Regions from separate parts of the Mus musculus genome. Here region 2 is linked to region 1. A link is a contact called in public HiChIP or PLAC-seq data. All regions are on one chromosome and are shown on one strand. Each heading gives the region's core, a stretch centred on a gene start, on an enhancer-like site or on the middle of the called end of the contact. The rest is flanking DNA. Distances are from core to core; before and after follow the strand shown. Region 1 holds the start of Gmeb1 (glucocorticoid modulatory element binding protein 1). Region 2 overlaps Phactr4 (phosphatase and actin regulator 4).

The links. HiChIP or PLAC-seq counts read pairs in DNA pulled down with a chosen protein or histone mark.
Region 2: an H3K27ac HiChIP or PLAC-seq map of microglia shows a contact between it and region 1, with 9 times the contacts expected there. The contact joins the enhancer-like site here to the promoter of Gmeb1 in region 1. A contact is called at or near these places in 2 of 39 promoter capture datasets (frontonasal cranial neural crest and maxillary cranial neural crest), 3 of 115 datasets of contacts at active chromatin or transcription factors (double positive thymocytes, embryonic stem cells and microglia) and 3 of 9 other capture datasets (adipose tissue, liver and pancreatic islet).

Annotation. Positions count from the first base shown.
Region 1 is chr4:132,259,265-132,264,741 of GRCm38.p6, forward strand. It overlaps Gmeb1 (glucocorticoid modulatory element binding protein 1), which reads right to left and starts at 2,285. Exons shown (of 10, transcript NM_020273.2): 1 at 2,227-2,285. Gm28874 (a long non-coding RNA gene) reads left to right here. Exons shown (of 2, transcript XR_390809.4): 1 at 1-1,336.
Region 2 is chr4:132,379,285-132,384,761 of GRCm38.p6, forward strand. The region is part of intron 3 of Phactr4 (phosphatase and actin regulator 4); the gene reads right to left. Among named protein-coding and RNA genes, the nearest start is that of Snhg3, 28 kb to the left of the region's middle. Within about 2 kb of position 3,202, at least 14 of the 459 cell types and tissues checked have an H3K27ac peak or open chromatin away from gene starts, as enhancers often do. A contact at or near this core is called in adipose tissue and microglia, where this site is marked.

The DNA of each region.
Region 1 (5,477 bases), core at 1,035-3,534:
TGTGTTGTCCTCTGACCTCCACAAGTATACCAGCAAGGCAGGCAGGCAGGCAGACACACCAATATACACACACAGACAGTGACAGGAACATATACATTTTTGCTGTTGTTTTGAGACACAGGCTGGAACATGCAATGTAGTTGGCCTCAGACTAGGATATCTGCCTGCTGCTGCTTTACAAGTGAGTGAGGACAGGAAGAACAGCGTGTGCCACCGTGCCAGGTAATAAATCTAAATTTAAAATCTTAGCCCAGGAGAGGCAGAAGCAGAAAGATATGCAAGTGTAAAGTCGGTCTGGTCTACACGGCAAGTGCCAGTCAAACCAGAGCTACAGAGAAAGATGCCAAGAAAATAAAAAGAAAGAAAAGAAAAGAAAAGCAAGCACGTGCTTGGTATGATCATCTCCCATCTACAAGCACGAACCTGGGCATCTGAGGCAAGACTACCATAAGTTCAAAGCCAGCCAGGGCTACATAGTGAGCCCCGGTGTCAAATAACTAACATACAGAGCAGCCTGGCATATTTTGGAGGCAGAGGCAGGTGAAATCTCTTTTGAGTTTGACACCAGCCAAACTAAAAGGAGACTTTATCTCAAAAAGAAACAAACAAAAGCCAGGCAATGATGGCATATGCCCTTAATCCCAGCGCTCGTAAGGCAGAGGCAGGTAAATCTCTTGAGTGCAAGGCCAGTAAGGACTACAGAGATACCCTGTCTCAAATACCTAAACAATTGGAGGCCAGTTCCAAAACAGCCAGAGCCACACAGAGAAACCCAGTCTCAAATAAATAGCCAAAACCAACAACAAGTCTCCAATTTGCAACTTTATTACTTAAGCACAAAACTCACTAAGTCCACCGTATGCACTTGGTTGTTCAGCCAAAGTGAACTCAGATATAATGAACCCAAGGTCATTTCACTCTGCAGGAAGTATCCAGAGGAAGTGAAGTTCTATATAAATCACAGATTGGATGGAGACTCCTATATAGGTGTTTGAAGGAATCAAGGAATACGTTTTTAAAAGTCACCCCTCTAAGAGTGTAAGAAATCAAAACAGGGCCCAAACTAACCCAACAAAGCTCAAATACACCTACTCAATGAACTTAAGTATAAAAGAAAAACAAGTTATTATATGGTTGAAAAATTAGAAGCGTTAGGCCCAAGCTCTTATGAAAACGTTCCATAATACTAGCCAAGGAAAGGGGGCTGGGCAGATGGCAAGAGTGTACAGATGTGGAGAAAACCCCTACTTCCTGGTTCTCCTAGAGTCAGTAACAGGTCGCATTTTGAGAGCTCAGGGTTTCCTTGCTCCTTGGACAGCCAGGTCAAGACCCTCGGGTAAGATTCTGCCCACATTTCTCTTGCCTCTCAAACCGAGGACACCTGGCCAATTCCCTGTCATTTCTGAAAGCAAGGGGTACCCTCTTCCCAGCAAGTACCTTCTCACTAACCCCATAACCTTAGGCTTCCCTCGTCTCCTGACGCAGGAAACCACCCTACTCTCCACCTAGCCACCGGAGGCCCTCCACTCTGAAGCCCTCACGGGGACCCTTCTCCTTCTTACTGCCCTTCATCTTGGGAAGGACGCTGCCTCCTCTCCTAAGCCCTCCAAAGGACCTTCCTCCTCCTCCTCCTCCTCCTCCTCCTCTCCAGGTCTGGTGGCCCAGGCCTCTCCCCTCGGGCGAAGGCTTGACCCTATTCCCTGCACCCCACCCCCACCCCAGCACGCCGCCCTCTCCCCCGACCCGGCCCGACCCAGGCCTGACCCAGCTCCTCCGCGCAAGGCCCAAGCTCCCAAACCCCGTATTTTTGGGGTGGGGAGGGATTCCCCTGGCCCCTCCGCGAGGACTTCCGGGCCCCTCGGTCCGGGGGCGCCGAGCCTTCCCCACCCCCCCAACCCCCGCCCAGTACGGGGTTCGTAGGACCCGGAGCCTAGGCCCGGCCGGCCACGCTGGGGGCGGCCCGGCGGCTCGGGCGGACCCAGCGGCAGCGTCCCCCCACCCCCCCCGCGGCGCCGCGACGTCCGCTCGCTCCCCGGCGGCGGCGGCGGCACGCACAGGGCGTGGGGAGGCGCCCGCGGAGGCAGCAGCCCCCCGCCCCCTGCGCGCCCGCCCGCCCTCGCCCTCGCCCTCGCCGTCGCCGTCGCCGGCCGCCGCGCGGCCCCCGCGCCCGCCCCCCCCCGCCCCCAGCCCTCGCCGCGCCGCGCGCCCACCCCTCCCCCTCCTCACCGTCTCCGTCGGGCGGGCGGGCGGGCGGCGAGCGGCCAGGGCGGGCGGGCGACGGAGCATGCGCACAAAGCCGCCACGGCGGCCGCCGCCACCGCCGCCGCCAAGCCGGGCTCCAGCACTTCCGGCCGCCGCGGCGGGCGAGCCGGCGCCTTAAAGGGGACGCGTCCTTATTGCGGGCCGCGCAGGGGATACACCTCCCCCCTCAGCCTAGCGATTTAGGGGAGCCTGAGAGCTTAGGCCTTCGGTCCTAGAAAGGCAGTGTTGGAGAAGTCGCGGGAGGCCCCAGGGGACTGAATAAGGTTTAGATGCAGAGGTCATCTCGCCCTGACTCTTGTGGAGGACTAGGGCTTTTCTTTCTCCAAATCCTCTTTATTGACGCTTACAATTTATCAGGATTTCAGGTTACCAATGTGGAATGAAAAGATGCTGCTGAGCATAGATAGTAACCCCTTCCCGCGTCCAAACCATGGCTCTTTGCGCAGGTTTTCCTGCTTGTCCGGGTTCGGAGTTCAAATTTGAACTTCCTTGGAACCGGTACAACAACTGTGCAGTGACTTGACAACTCTAAGCCACCTATTTCCCGAAAGGTACATGTCGTTCATGTACAATGAAATGATACTTGAAAAGTACTTGGGCAAGTTTCTGAGGCCGGGGAATAGTAACTGACAAGCTTTAAGGCAATGTGGTCAGGCCTTGGGGTTAGATGCTTTTGGTTTATAAATTCCTCAGAGCCACCTTACTCTTTCATTCTCATCTTTGAAAGTTAAACAGGAACGTCGGCACGTGCTGGTGGTACACGCTTTTAATTCCACAATTCCTGTCTAGCCTGGTCTACATAGTGGGTTCTAGGCCAGCTGTGGCTACATAATGAGACCTTGTCTCAAAAAAAAAAAGCAAGCCAAACGTAGAGATGAGGGGTGTGAGGAGGGAAGTAGGTCGGTAGGTAGAACACGTGCAGAAGACCCACAAGGGTTATTTCCCATCTTTCTTCCTATAGACATTGTGTTGTATCTGTCTTCTTTGCTTCCAAAGGGCAGGTTGTGGGCTGTGTGTGTGTGTGTGTGTAGAGATGGCACGTTGGGTGCAGGCTCCTGACCACCTGAGTTCCACCACTCGAACCTACATAGTGATTTTTTTTTTTTTTTTTTTTTTAATTGAGACAGGGTTTTCTGTGTAGCCCTGGCTGTCCTGGAATTCACTTTGTAGACCAGGCTGGTCTCGAACTCAGAAATCCGCCTGCCTTTGCCTCCCAAGTGCTGGGATTAAAGGAGTATGCCACCACTCTAAATGTGATTTTTAAAAAAGATATATAAGTGTGTGAGAGCGGGTTTTTTTTTTTTAAGATTTATTATATGTAAGTACACTGTTGTCTTCAGACACTCCAGAAGAGGGCATCAGATATTGTTACAGATGCTTGTGAGCCACCATGTGGTTGCTGGAATTTGAACTCAGGACCTTTGAAAGAGCAGTCAGTGTTCTTAACTGCTGAGCCATCTCTGCAGCCCTTGTTTTGTTTTTTAAGAATTTATTTATTTATTTCATATATGTGAATACACTGTCATTGTCTTCAGACACACCAGAAGAGGGCATCAGATCCCATTACAGATGGTTGTGAGCCACCATGTGGTTCCTGGGAATTGAACTCAGGACCTCTGGAAAAGCAGTCAGTGCCCTTAACCACTGAGCCATCTCTCTAGCCCTTTTTTTGGTTTTTTGAGACAGGGTTTCTCTGTAGTCCTGGCTGTCCTGGAACTCACTTTGTAGACCACGCTGGTCTCAAACTCAGAAATCCACCTGCCTCTGCCTCCCAAGTGCTGGGATTAAAGGCGTGCGACACCACGCCCAGCTTTTCTTTTTTTTCTTTTTTGGATGTGAGAGCATTTTAACTGAGCAAGCACGAAAAGAAACATTGGGGGCTGGAGAGATGGCTCAGCAAGTAAGGTGTGTACTGTTCTTGCTAAGGATCTGAGTCAGGTTCCCAGCACTCATGTGGGTTGACTCATTATTGCCTGTAACTCTTATCTCTAGGGGATCCAACTCCTGTTCTGGCCTCCGGTGATACTGCATTCACGCGAACAAACACACATACAGTTATAAATAAGAAATAAGATCTTAGGGGCTGGATGAGTTGGTTCATTGGTTAAGAGCACTGACTGCTCTTCAGAGGTCCTGAGTTCAATTCCCAGCAACCACATGGTGCCTCACAACCATCTGTAATGGGCATCCAATGCCCTTTTCTAGTATGTCTGGAGACTGCGACAGCTCTGAAGGGGAAAGCCTAGGTCAGCCACTGGGTTCAGCAGGAGAGCTGTTCCTGCTGGGTGGAGTCCTCTCTGAGGCTGGGGACTAAATGGAGCTGGATGGCAGTGAATGGAGCTTGTAGGGAAAGCACCGAGGAGGAGCGACAACTGTGATTGTGTTTCTTTATTATGTTGCTTGAATGAAGGGAACAAATAATAAACCAAGGTAATAAGATGACTGCTGGCTTTCCGAGGTAAGTGCTATGAGAGACCCCACCCCCACTTAATCACTCCTCCTGTTACCAAATGCTCACAAAGGGTTGGAAAACACAGAATGTATTTCTACTTATAACTGACATATTCCCAGCCAATATTTTTCTATTAATTTTCCTCCTTCTTTACCTTCATGATTTATTATACATACACAATTCTGAATTACACTTTTTATTTTTTTAGCTCACTAAAAGCTGTTTCTTAGGAATTAAAGAGGTGTTAGTATATTTGGGCTTTGATTTGGTTTGAGGGTACTGGGATCAAACCCAGTGTCTGGTGCATACTAGGAATTTACTTCACAGTCAGGTGATGGTTAAGCCCTGGAGAGGCAGAGGCAGGCAGATCTCTCTGAGTTCAAGGCCAGCAAGTCCCAGTACAGCCAAGGCAACACAGAGAAACCCTGTCTCGGAAAAAAAAAAAAAGAAAAGAAAAGAAAGAAAAGAAAAAAAGCAAAGGAAAGAAAAAGAAAGTTGCTTGGACCCAGCCAGGTAGCCCAGTTCCTACATCCTCTGCTACTGGGGAGAGGCATACAGATCACAAGTTCGAGGTCAGCCTGAGACACGGTGAATTTTCTAGTACCTGTGAAGTGCTAGCTTCTTTCTCTAGGAACCCAAACCAAACATATAATACAATGTTATAGAGATGCTCGCTGCCAGGTCTGGATTTGTCTCACCCTTCATCATTCCGGGGGTTAGCCGATTTCGATCAGGGGAGGATTCTGTTTGTTTGAGTGAAAAG
Region 2 (5,477 bases), core at 1,952-4,451, 120 kb after region 1:
GGGAAAGGGTTTGAGGATGTACCACAGAGAGCAGTAAGACTTGAAAGAGGAACAGAAGCCTACCACATTGGTGACAGTCTTTTTAAACTAAGACAATTGGAGGGGCAGAAAAGATGGCTCAGTAGTTGAGAGCACACACACATTGGTATTGCAGAGGACCTGCATTTTGTTCCCAGCGTCCATGCTAGGCAGCTTGCAACTGCCAGTAACTACAGATCCAAGGGATCTTATGCCTCTGACCCGCATGGGCATCTGCACTCATGTGCACATACCCCAGACACAGACACACCAGGCAGATAAACATAATTTTAAAATAAAGTCTTTTTAAAAAGAAATAATAGTCCATATAAAGGCATACAATTGTGATCAGCGACTGCAATGAGCACATCTGGTAGAGACTAGGCATACATGAGTAGGACTGTAAAGGCAAGCAGGTGCTAGGCCATGAAGACTATAGAACACAGGGAAAGGGGCTAGAAATAAATCCTGGATGAAACCAAAAGCAAGGGGATTAGAAGTAATAGGTAGGCATAATTTTACTTATTTGTAGAAGGTTGGCTCTAAATGCTGTTGGGGGTAGGGTTATAGACAGGCAGTGACTAAACAAGAAAAGCAGCAGAAACAACTGTTTTAACGCTCATGGAACAAAACGGCAGGGGTGACTGAGGGTAGTAGGTCTAGAGAGCCAGGGGGCCTTAAAGGATACATCAGTGATAACATGATGCACACAGCAATTCCAGACACACTACACTACAGGGATGGCCACTGGCCTGGCAGCTCCGAGAAGCCCTGTGGCGATGACACACTGCTACAGAAAGGTAATGGTGCAGTGAGACAACCACCCCCAGGGCCTGCAGTTTCTTAGACTTTTTTTAGAAGACAAGAGTTGAAAATAGTGGGGTCAGGAGCTGAAGAAATGGCCCAGTGGTTAAGAACACTGGCTGTTCTTCCAAAGGACCTGAGTTCAATTCTCAGCACCCACATGGCAGCTTACAACCATCTATAACTCTAGTCCCAGGGGATCCAATGTGCTCTTCTGGTTTCCAAGAACATCAGGTATGCACACTGTGCACAGACATATATTCAAGCAAAACACCCAGACACAAATAAAGAAATATAACTGTACTGGCTAGTTTTGTGTCAACTTGACACAGCTGGAGTTATCACAGAGAAAGGAGCTTCAGTTGAGGAAATGCCTCCATGAAATCCAACTGTAAGGCATTTTCTCAATTAGTGATCAAGGGGGAAAGGCCCCTTGTGGGTGGGACCATCTCTGGGATGGTAGTCTTGGTTCTATAAGAGAGCAGGCTGAGCAAGCCAGGGGAAGCAAGCCAGTAAAGAACATCCCTGCATGCACTCTGCTGGCAGACTGACCAATCCCAGGAGGACACAAAGCTTTTCCCTGTGCTGGGGTGTATATAAGGAGTCCTCCCTGGGTGCGTGAGCGCAACAATGGCTCAGTGGCTCAGTGGTTAAGAGCACTGACTGCTCTTCCAGAGGTCCTGCGTTCAATTCCCAGCAACCACATGGTGGCTCACAACCATCTGTAATGGGATCCGATGTCCTCTTCTCTTCTGGTGTGTCTGAAGAGAGTGACAGTGTGCTCATATACATAAAATAAATAAATACTTCTTGAAACAAACAAACAAAACCAAAACCAAACCAGAAGATGATGAAGAAAGAGGTCAGAGACTACGCCTCACTTCCTTGTCACAGGAAGTGTAGTGTCCTTGCTGGCTTCTCACAGTAATGCTTTGAGTGACATCAGGGAAAGATTTATTTTTATTTTTATTTGTGTGTGCACACACAGATATGCTCATCTCTTGATAGTTTTAGAGTTAGTTCTCACAGACCAGCTCCTCTTATCTGACACACCCCCTCCCACTAAGAGATTAGACAGTATCTTTCAAGCATGCCCAGTAAACAGTGGAATTTGGACTACAAGTATTGAAGAAGAGACAAATAAGTAATAAATGTACCTCTGAAGAAACCGTAACACATTTTTTTTCCCCTTTTTGTTTTGAGGCAGCCTAGACTAGCCTTGAATTGGATCAACCTGGAGTCTCCCTAGTGTTGTTAGGCTATTAGGTGTGAGCTACTACACCTGGCTGTATTTTTATTAAGTTAATGAATTGGTTAATTATTAAGCTAGCTTTTCAGACAATCCTAGTATGTGTCCCTGACTGGTCTAGAGCTTTCTCTCTATCAGGCTGATTTTTAACTTAGAGTAATCCTTTTGATTGCCTCCTAGGATTACAGATGTGTGCCACTGTGCCCAGTTATAGATTTTATTTTTTATTTTCTTTTGTTTTTTTGAGACAAGGTATCACTGTGTATCCCAGAATAGCCTAGAACTCATAATGTAGACCAGGCTGACCTGGAACTTACAGAGCTCTGCCTGCCTCTGTCTTCCAAGTGCTGGGACTAAAGGTATGTACCACTGTACTGGCTGGTTTTATGTGTCAACTTGACACAAGCTGGAGTTATCACAGAGAAAGGAGCTTCCCTTGAGGAAATGCCTCCGTGAGATCCAGCTGTAAGGCATTTTCTCAATTAGTGATCAAGGCAGGATGGCCCATTGTGGGTGATGCCATCCCTAGGCTGGTAGTCTTGGGTTCTATAAGAAAACAAGTGAGCAAGCCAGGGGGAGTAAGCCAGTAAGGAGCATCCCTCCATGGCCTCTGCATCAGCTCCTGCTTCCTGACCTGCCTGAGTTCCAGTCCTGACCTCCTTTGGGGATGAACAGCAATGTGGGAAGTGTGAGCTTCTTGATCATGATGTTTGTGCAGGAAACAGAAACCCTCACTAAGACAACCACCATTTCTAGCTTTTTATTTATTTTTAAAACTATTACATTTATTTCTGAACGTGTGCACGTGTGTGAGTATGCTTTTGTCATGGTTCATGCCACGGCTCATGTGTTGAGACCAGACAATCTGTGGGCATCAATTCTCTGCTGCCAGTACCTTTCTTGCCAAGCCAGCTCTCTGGCACTGCACTTTTGATTTTATTCATTTTCAGAAACATCTGTTGTTGTTGTTTTGTTTTAAAGAGTATTAGTTTTGTCTGTGTGTACATATATCACGTGCTTGCCTGGTACTAGGGGAAGCCAAAAAATGGTTCTGGGACTAGAGTTACAAATGGCTGTGAAACACGATGTGGGTACTCGGAATTAAGTCCTGTCTGTAAGAGCAGGAAGTTCCCTCAATCACTGTGCCAGATTTACACTGCCAAAAACAACTTCCTCTTCCTCCTCCTCTTCTTTTCCCTTCCTCTTCCCCTTCTTCTTCTCCTCCCCCTTTTTCTTCTTCCTCCTCCTCCTCCTTCTTTTGAGGCAAGGTTTCTTTGTATAGCCCTGGCTGTCCTGGAACTCACTCTGTAGACCAGGCTGGCCTTGGACTCAGAGATCCGCCTGCCTCTGTCTCCCAAGTGCTGGGATTGAAGGCGTGTGCCACCACTGCCTGGCCAGTGCCTACTTTTTATTTTTAGAAGACGGGAGCAGGATGGCAATTCTGCCAACACAGTGAACTGCTCCATAAGATAAACTCGAGAGAAATGACAAACACCCAGGTACACTACTGATTTACGTTTATAACCCACTGCTTCACAACAGCCATAACAGATCTCACAGGATAACCAGCAACGAGTGCTGAAACGTCCGCAAGCTATTGATGCGACAGGAAGATGAGGGTGGAGGCAACTGGGTCAGAACTATCAATCAGCAACTTGAAATAACTGTCACCACTACAGGAGACACTCATCTCAAGAAGACAGAGAGACACAAAATCTTTGCTCCCAGGACCCTTCACCAATCTTCCTATTTCAGCTTAAGAGCGAAGCCAGGCATTTGGGAAGAAACAGGGAACTATTTTTAAAGTGCTCCTCCACCGTGACTCCAGTAAGAGTAAAGCAAAGGGAACAATTTCAGAGCCTAGCGAGCGAGACCCAGCCAGAGAGCAATGCACAGACAGCCGTGTGCTGATCGTTTGGAACTCACCCTGCTCGGGGTCCTCCAACAGAACCCCTCGTTTAACCAGTTCTTCTCTTGGTTTTCGCATAGATATTTTTCGCTCTAAAACTAACATTAAATTGGAAAACACAACTCAGAAATTCAGCAGTTGGAAGGTCAACATATCTCTTAGCGTTATAAGTATAAAAGAATAAAGTAGTTCACAGTATTTGTGCTCTTAAGAAAAAAAAAGAACAGGGAAACTAACTTTACATCTAAAAACTTAGCTGAGAGTGGTCCCACATGCCTGTAGTACTAGCACTTGGGAGGTGGAGGCAGGAGGATCAGTCCCAGCACAGCCTTATCTACATAGTAAGGTTTAGATTAGCACGGGCTACACAGACTGCCTCAAACAAAACACATATTCCCATCTGAGACCAAGAGGCTGAGAAAGCCTGCCACGCTGGAGGCCAGCACATTCTGTACAGTGTTAGGCCAGCCAGGGCAACAAGGCTCTGACCAAACAAAACAAAATGCTTTGCTGGAGCTGGGAGTTACATTGACAGTCATGATTGCCCAGCATGTCCAAGGCCCTGGGTTCCACACCGAGAACTAGATATAAAAAACAAACAAGGCAGGCACCGGTGGCGCATGCCCTAATCCTAGCACTTGGGAGGTAGAGGCAGGTGGACCTCTGTGAGTTTGAGATCAGCCCGATCTCCAGAGAAAGTACTAGTTCCCAAGGAAGCTGTACTCACATGACTGCAGCTTAACTAGGGCACAGCAGTAAGGAGTTACAGATGAGCCGTGCTGATGGCAAGTGGGCTAAGCAGAAAGGAAGCACTAAGAACTGTACAGTGAGGCTGGAGCCTCACCGAGTATTCCCATCTGTTCCTGTTTTTATTTTTCTTCTGTTTTTGTTTTCTTATTTTATTTCATGTGTATGGGTACACTGTCACTGTCTTCAGACACACCAGAAGAGGGCATCAGATCCCATTACAGATGGTTGTGAGCCACCATGTGGTTGCTGGGAATTGAACTCAGGACCTCCGGAAGAGTAGTCTGTGCTTTTAACTGCTAAGCCATCTCTCCAGCCGTTCCTGTTATTTATTTATTTATTTATTTATTTATTTATTTATTTGGTTTTCTGAGACCCGTTCCTGTTATTTATTTATTTATTTATTTATTTATTTATTTATTTATTTATTTATTTGGTTTTCTGAGACAGGGTTTCTCTGTATAGCCCTGGCTGTCCTGGAACTCACTTTGTAGACCAGGCTGGCCTCGAACTCAGAAATCTGTCTGCCTCTGCCTCCCGAGTGCTGGGATTAAAGGCGTGCGCCACCACGCCTGGCTTTATATTTATTTTTGAGAGAGGGTCTTACAATGTAGCTCTGACTAGCCTAGAACTCACGTAGCCCCCCAGGCTAGACCTTCCTATGTTCCTTAGTGTGCAGCACTAAGTTTGTCTTTACTGAACAGCTTTAAACCCATCAAAATACCAACCTGGGAATGAGGCTACGGAATG